Regions from separate parts of the Mus musculus genome. Here region 2 is linked to region 1. Evidence: chromatin contacts called from public promoter capture Hi-C data. All regions are on one chromosome and are shown on one strand. Each heading gives the region's core, a stretch centred on a gene start, on an enhancer-like site or on the middle of the called end of the contact. The rest is flanking DNA. Distances are from core to core; before and after follow the strand shown.

Region 1 (4,078 bases), core at 249-2,748:
GGCTGACTCTGACTCAAAATAAATGTGAATGGATCCTCCCCTCAAATTAAGTGAATGGACATAATACCAAGAACTTTTCAGATTGCCAGAACTACTTAGCTGAACAGCCGAAGACACCCATCAAGCTAAACTAACATCCTGTAACTGCCACACCATGAACTTGGACAATAAGCTATCTTAAAATCCTATCTGTTCTCTGCTAAGCCCAATTGTCACAACCACAATGCAACTTTCAAGCATACTTAATAAAAACAAATTCTCTGTCAAGCTGAGTAAAGTAAATGACAGGGGAACCCCAAACTAGATTCTCAGCAAAGAAACCAAGCTATCTGTCACAAGTTGCTGGAAACGGTATCAAACACTTTCCTAAACAGGCTGAAAACATAGATAATGCAGATGTAACTGGGGGGTGGGGGGTGGGGGGGGTTGCTGTTGCCACCCAGTCTTCAGTGGTATTCTCTTTAAAGTTAAGCTTTCCTCGCATAAACGTGGGAAACAAAACACTGCTCTTCTTTAAGCAACAGCTAGTCCTTTTGCTTATTCAAGGATGTGTTCTCTTGGCTTCAAATACTTCTATAGTCGCTTAATTAAAAACACAGATTAGAATGATTTAGAAGTAGCAACGATTCCTAATACTTCTCCCATGTCCCTTCCTAAAGGCAAAAACAAACTAGGGCAAAAAACTGCCAGGCCTCAAAACCCAGGTAGTCTACCTTACTTTGCCTCAAGTTTGAAAGTTAGAAATAAGCTACCAATGGACAGAGAAATACCGGGTTGTGGTTGGAAGGAAGAGTAAAGGGCAAAGGACTTCGCTAGCACAATTTCCGGGACAGTCAAAAGTGTGACCCTAGCACCCCCGTCTCTGCTTTTACCATCAGCAGGATCGCAAGGATAGCATATGCGTTAGGAAAGCGGGGCTTAGCCTGCCGGCCGCCACTATTCCTCGGGTCTCTTTAGGGAAGGAGATCACCGAGGGTTGAGATCGGAGAGCTCCACGGTCCCCCAGGGAGGTGCAGGAAGGCGCGACCTCAGGGCAGCAGCAGCCACCACGCTAACTGGACCTGTAGAGGCCGCTCGTGCCGCCGCCTCCCGGGGCAACGACGGACAGCAGGCCGCGCTGCCGGCACCTCAACAGCCGCGGCCCCACCGGCAGCAAAGCCCAGGCCGCTCCCACGCCTCCCGCCGCACCACCCACGGCGCGCGGCAAGGCAAAGTTTGGCTGTCGCCGTTAGGCCTGAACTTTCCCGCCCGTCGCGCAGGTCGCCGCCGCCGCCGTCCCCCGCATTGCCGGCCTGGAGGCCCAGCTCCGACACACCCGCGCGGTGCACTTACTCAGCTTGCTCCCGCAGGGACGGGGGCTCCGTGGCGGCCATCTTGAACTTCCCGACTCCTCCGCGATGCTGGCGGCGGCTCGGCGAACCGTGGACGCCAGTGGAAGCGGAGGAAGAAGGGACAGGCAGCCGCGCATGTGCGGAGCACGTAGAGAAAAGCGGCACTCGGGAGTCCGCGCTAAGAATCCGGATAGAAAAACTCGGCGTCCGGGGGCGGGGCGCGGAACGTAACTTCCGGGGCTAGGGGGCGGGCCGTGGGGAGAAGAAGGCCTGATTCACTTAGAGCGCTGGTTATGTGTGTAAGTGTGAGTGTGTAAGTGTGTAAGTGTAGGGACCTGCTGGAGACAGCAGCAAAGAAAGGGGTCGGGTGCATTGCTGAGAGCTGATTCTCCATGTGATCCAGTAGTGGGTGAAACCTGCTGTGTCTCTCCTTGTTGCTGATTGGCTAGCGGAGAGCTCGTAGACCTGGCCTAATTTAAACAGCCAGAATATCTGCCAGGTCCCCTTTTGACCTTCTGTTCTTTATGGTATGCTTTATATGGGAATTAAGTTTTCTGTTTCTGGGAGGAATACGTTGGAGATAATGGTGATACTGAAATAAGACCGATTTCCGATTTACAGACACCATTCTTCACAGAGTAAAATAAAGCACTTCTAAGCCCGGACACACAAAATAAATGTAATAAAAATGCTCTTGTCGGGCAGTGGTGGCGCACGCCTTTAATCCCAGCACTCGGGAGGTAGAGGCAGGCGGATCTGAGTTCGAGGCCAGCCTGGTCTACAGAGTGAGTTCCAGGACAGCCAGGGCTACACAGAGAAACCCTGTCTCGAAAAACCAAAAAATAAATAAATAAAAAATAAAATAAATAAAGCACTTCTAAAGGAGCTGGTGCTGGAAAACTTTTCCATGGAAGATTTTCTTTTTCACCCAAGTTCATTTCCACGCTATTACGAATTGGAGAGCGAAATCGATGCCTAAAGGCATCCCAAGCTGTTACTGTTAGCAGATATTGAAACATTAGCTTACTCGTGCAGGAAACGTTTACAAAGTGACAGACCAGACAATTACAATTCCTTGGGTTTTTTTTTTTTTTTTTTTTTTTTTCCTCTTCGGGGCCCTGGTAAAGGAACCGCCCGACCCATAGCCGCAGTTTCCGCGGATCAGGACGGAAGTGAGCTCTGCACAGCGGAACCAGCTTCCCGGAAGTCTTTTGGCCAGCCGGAGAGACGCATGCGTGCTGGTGGCCAGAAGAAAGCGTGGGCGTGTTCAAAGCTGCGGGCGGTGGTTGTGGCGTTAGAACTGCGGCGGGCAGCTATGGGGAGGCCCTCCCAGTTCCCTGCTCCAGCTCAGCTGGTCTCCGCCTCCCGATCTCAGCCCCGACCTCTCCTCTGCGGCAACGTCAGCACAGCGGCTTGCCAAGATTGCGTCTGAGCGTACCCCAAGATCCCTCAAGTAGAGGTCCGCCTTGTTCGGTGACACCGTGGAGACCACGGCGCCGGCAGACAATGCAAAAAGTTGAGGCTTTGGAGGCAAGCGTGTCTTTGTGAACGTTTCATCTTTTCCTACCATCTGTGGTTGCTTCAAGTATTATTCCAAACGAGCTGGGCATTCTTTAAATAATTGAAAAATATATTTGAAATATGTGTATTTCTGTGGAGAGCTACTAATCTCGTACACGGTTGCCATGGAACCCAGTGAGCTCTCAATAGGCTAATTGTAACAGACTACAAACAAATTACGAGCATCGTAAAACCCGTTGACTCTTGGAGTTTCCAGGTGTCTTTGAAGAGTGTAGAAGCCATTTGAGCAGCACTTAGGTTTAAAATTGGGATTTGGACCTTTAATGGGAAGACGCCAAACTGGTGTTAACACGCTTGAGGCATCATGCCTGTCTTAGTGTAATTTTTTTGTTGTTTTAAAATACTTCTGTGCATTTGTGAATTTGGACAAACTCAAAGTAAAGGAAAATCATCCCCCAAGTGGATAATTCCACGTTGAACCAGCCCGAACATGTTGGCTTATTTTTAGCCCTTTCCTATGTGAAATATTAAATTTCACACTTGTGTACACAGTGTCATCGCTTGCTCTTTTTCACATAGCAGTTTTTGCTTCATTCTGGTTTGCCAAGCATCTTCTAACTAGATTGTTGTCCTTGTTACTAGGTATCTAGATTGTATCAGCTTTGCAGCAGTATTAACTATAAAGAGAAACACCTAGAACAATGTTCTAAAAGTAAGGGCTGGCTGGTGAGGTGGCTCAAGTGGGAAAAGATGCCTGTCAAGAGACCTGAGGGCCCAGCAGTGGTGTGGCACACACCTTTAATCCCAGCGCTTGGGAGGCAGAGGCAGGCGGATTTCTGAGTTCGAGGCCAGCCTGGTCTACAGAGTGAGTTCCAGGACAGCCAGGGCTACGCAGAAAAACCCTGTCTCAAAAAACAAACAACAATAAAAAAAAGAGACCCGAGGAGCTAGGTTCAATACCCAGACCCCCTCATCGATTGTCTTCTGACCTCTGTTCATGAACACACAAAATAGATGTAATAAAAATGCACTTACATGAACATAGGATTTATGTCAGCAAGGGGTTTCACTGTTTGCTGTGCAACCAAGAACAATTAAAATTTTTTCCTAGTTTTACCACCCAATAAATTGGGGATAATAGTTCTCATTGTATAAACACAATAAATTAAGCAATGAGCAAAATGGCCTATATGAGTAAATGGTAGTTTTTGTGATGGTTTGTATAT
Region 2 (3,746 bases), core at 510-3,009, 2.5 Mb before region 1:
ACCTTGCTCTCTTCAAATCACTGTGTCTCCTGGTAACTGATGCCTGCCTTTGAGACATCCCTCCCACAAAGCAGTTATCCTTTGGTTTCCTTGGCTGATTCTCCCACTCACCCTGGATGAAAACTTCATCTCCCCTGTTCCTTTATTCCAAGTGCCCAGGGCTTATTTCTGAGATTTAATTACTCTGCAGAGAAGTACCATCTACAAATAGATGCAGCACTGCAGACAGTGTGGCAGCACATTATGTCCCCGTTCTTTCCCTGACAGACCCAGGTGAGTGAAAGGACACATGAGACTCAGTTACAATCTGAGGGAGAATCTTAGACATGGAATAGCCAGTCACATGAGGCTTAATGTCTCGGAAAATCAAATCCCAAGTAGTCCACGTGACCCAATCCGGCTGTCATCCTACTCCTGAAGTGAGCAAGTCCCCAGACGTCTAGGCTCCCATTTGTCCCAAGAACAGCAAGCATCATGAGGTCAGCACTTTCTCCACCCAGCGCGTCCTTTTCTTTTTCTTATTTTTAATTTTTAAAATGCACTTCAAGGTTCCTTTTAAAAGGAAATTTAAAAGAATCCATTGAATTACCCCAGAAACCAAAGTTGGGTGGCAGAATCCGGGCTCAGCTAGTTTGCTTTCATTTATTCTCAGCGAGCGGTGGGACCAACACAGAGGCTCAGAGTCTCCTTTGCATACTCTTCAGCTCATCTGTCCCGTTTCCCTACAGATTTCCAGGTTTCATAAATGTCTGCCTTTCCACAAGCCATTTGTTCTACTGCCCATTGGAAATCGATCCCAAGGCTCATTTTTCCTCGCTGTGTCATAGCGTCACAGAAGGAAAAAGTGAGGTGAGGTACCACATTCAGACTTTAGAACTAACCCACTCCTAAGTTCTGGTTCGTGGTGCCAACAGCGGGGCTCTCCCAGCCCAACGCGTCTCAGTATATGCCACCTCTCAAACAGTTGCACTGAGGTTAAGTTTCTAATACATGCTCCAGGACACAGGCCAACCACAGCACTCCCCTTCGCTGTCCTTGCCCCTGGGGAAACCCTGGCATTGGATGCTACTTCTGACGTGCTTGCTGCTTTAATGGGTGGCACAGTGCGGCATGACAAGAACTCTAGAGGGAGCGGCTGAAGGACAGAGTCTCTGACAAAAGTGACTTGATGCTCACCCAGTTTGCAAAATGGCTGAGGTGAAAAGCCAGCGTAGGCGCAGGATTTGGGAAGAAAAGCTTACTGATCACTTGTTCTTGGGGGAGAGGGCAGGGCTGAGCTCTTAGACTTCGTTCCATATCTAGACTGTTCATTTCTCTCTTTCTGTGGTCTTCGTTATTTTCAGAAGGCTCTTCCACTGTCCCTGGCCTTTCCCTCCTCACGGCTGCCAAGACAAAAGCTCACCGTAGCAGCAAAAAGCACGGAGAGGCTGATAACCTCATCCCTCGCCCATACTCACCCAGTGTTCGTATTGCCCACGTGTAGCTTTAATTTCCCCATAAGCACAAGCAGCCATTTCATAAGACCTTACCACAGCTCTGGTAGACTACTTCCAAGCCCCCACTGTTGCAGGCCGTGTGCTTGGGCCAACCATTTTCGCTGCCATGGTCACTGCTGCTCGGAGAAGTCAGAATCCACACAAGGAGGGCAGCTGCGACACCATTCATGGCGAGGGGGTTGTGTGTGCCCAATGGTAAGCCAGCCCAATAAAAAGACCTCCGAAGCTCGTCCTCCCCCTGAAGGAGTAGTATGTTCAGTTTCACTTCTCGAATACTAGTCTCTGGGAAATATACTGTGAGAAGACAAAGACAGACAGCGGGGAGGGGCATTTGAATACTGTTCCAGGGGGCTTTCACATACTTGAAATAGCAAGTGTGTGTGTGCGCGCGCGCGCGCATATCTCTGAACATGCGCATGCGCATATGGGCAGGTATGGGCTAGGTTGAAAGGTGACTTCTCGCTTTCACAGGAAGAGGTCCTGCAGGACTCTTCAGAACAGCCCCTTTTAGAATCTTTGTCCCCCACTGGAGCTGTAAACTCAGGAAAAATGAGCTTCAGGCCACCATGTGTTTTCTATCAGCGTACACCCCACTGATGTGAGTCTCAGAGCTGGCTAACGCCAGCAGGCACATGTGACATTTTGAGGGTGGTATACTAGAACTTAGGATCTGGAACCGGGTTTTTGGATTTGTTCTTGTCTGGCTTTGGCCCTGGGGTTGGGCCAGCGGAACAGGAGCTTGTCCTAGGAGCCCACACAGAGCTGGGTGGTGCATTCCCTCTGAGAAGTAAGCCATCTTCCATTTCTGGGCCAACAGCACCAGGAGGAAGGATTACCCTTTTAACATTTTTATTTTATTTATTTTTTTAGTGTATATCTGTGTTGTCTTTCTGTGTGTTTGCGTGTGTATGATCATGTGGAAGTCAGAAGGTAACTTTTGGGAGTCAATTCTCTCCTTTCTCTGTGGGTTCTGCGAGTGGCACTCAAGTCACCAGGTTTGTGAGGTAAGTGCTTTTACCCATGGAGACAGTTCATGGGCCCATGGCCTCCCTGAAAGGCTAGTTCAACTAGGAGAGGTGACTGACACCGCTTCTCACACAAAGATGCTGCCCTCCATGGACTCTTGCCGCTCTGCCTCAGCTTTCTTAATCCTAACCCCACTCTATGCAGTTCATCAAACTCACGGCCAAGGCCAGTGATGCTGCAGAGCAACAGGCAACACTCTTTCCCATGGCAGGAAGAGATGAATTATATCCCATTGAGAATGTACAATGTATTTTTAGAAGACTTCTCAATAAAAATATTCTCTCCTTGCATGACAGATGGCATTTTTTTCTATAACATGTAATGCAGCCTCGTAGGAAAAAACGAGCAAGCCACTCCCTCAAGGAGTTATGGGAACTCATTTTGTCAACCAAGAGCCAGGACTTGGGTCTGACGAGTGGTTTTTGGCTCACCTGTTTCAGAAATCAATCCATAATGGTGTCATCTTGAGTTCTGTTATGGTTTGGATATTAACTGTCACCCAGAGTTCCATGTGCTGCTAAGTTTGGTCACCTGCCTGGGGCACCATTGAGATGTGGTGGGACCTTTAATTTAGATCATCTTAAAGAGAATAGTGGAATTCTAACTCTTCGTATCCCTCCTTTTGCTTTGTTTTCGAGCCAACACAAGGAAATCAGGTTTCCTCCATGTGTAGCCCCACCTTAACATGGTCCAATCCAACCCACAGAAAAATGGGGCCACATGTCCATGCTCTGAAACCTCTGATGCTGTGGGGCAACACCAACTTTTCCTCCCTTTGTCTATTTACCTTAGGCACTCTCTCACAGTGACAGAAAGCTAGTATAAGTGCAGTGGTTTGAATACACATAGCCCCGCAGGCTCATGTATTTGAAAGAATAGTCAACATCAAGTGGAATTGTTTGAAAAGATCAGAAAGATTGGAGGTGTGTCCTTTTTGGAGGAAGTGTGTCACTGGGGGTGGGTGGGTTTTGAGGTTTTAAAAGCCCAGCCCCCCACCACCTCCCCCTGTCTCTGCTTACAGATCAGGATGTAGCTCTCAGATACTTCTCCAGCACCTTGCCTGCATACCACTGTGTTTTCTGCCATGATGATAATGGACTAAGCCTCTGAAACTGTAAGCCAGTCTCCAATTAAATGCTTTCTTTTATAAGAATTCTCTTGTTCATGGCGTCTTGTCACAGCAATAGAACAGTGACGAAGACAAGTTTTTAACTGGAAACTTTA

Evidence for each region. Promoter capture Hi-C pulls out the DNA fragments that hold promoters and counts their contacts.
Region 2: a promoter capture Hi-C map of pre-B cells shows a contact between it and region 1, with 2.3 times the contacts expected there. The contact joins the promoter of Ly86 here to the promoter of Prpf4b in region 1. A contact is called at or near these places in 2 of 39 promoter capture datasets (hippocampal neurons and pre-B cells) and 1 of 9 other capture datasets (adipose tissue).

What each region holds. Positions count from the first base shown.
Region 1 is chr13:34,872,949-34,877,026 of GRCm38.p6, reverse strand. Prpf4b (pre-mRNA processing factor 4B) reads right to left here and starts at 1,498. Exons shown (of 15, transcript NM_013830.3): 1 at 1,333-1,498. The coding sequence starts at 1,373. Gm36839 (a long non-coding RNA gene) reads left to right here and starts at 1,787. Exons shown (of 2, transcript XR_382181.1): 1 at 1,787-1,858; 2 at 2,459-3,399.
Region 2 is chr13:37,343,358-37,347,103 of GRCm38.p6, reverse strand. It overlaps Ly86 (lymphocyte antigen 86), which reads right to left and starts at 1,759. Exons shown (of 5, transcript NM_010745.2): 1 at 1,530-1,759. The coding sequence starts at 1,665.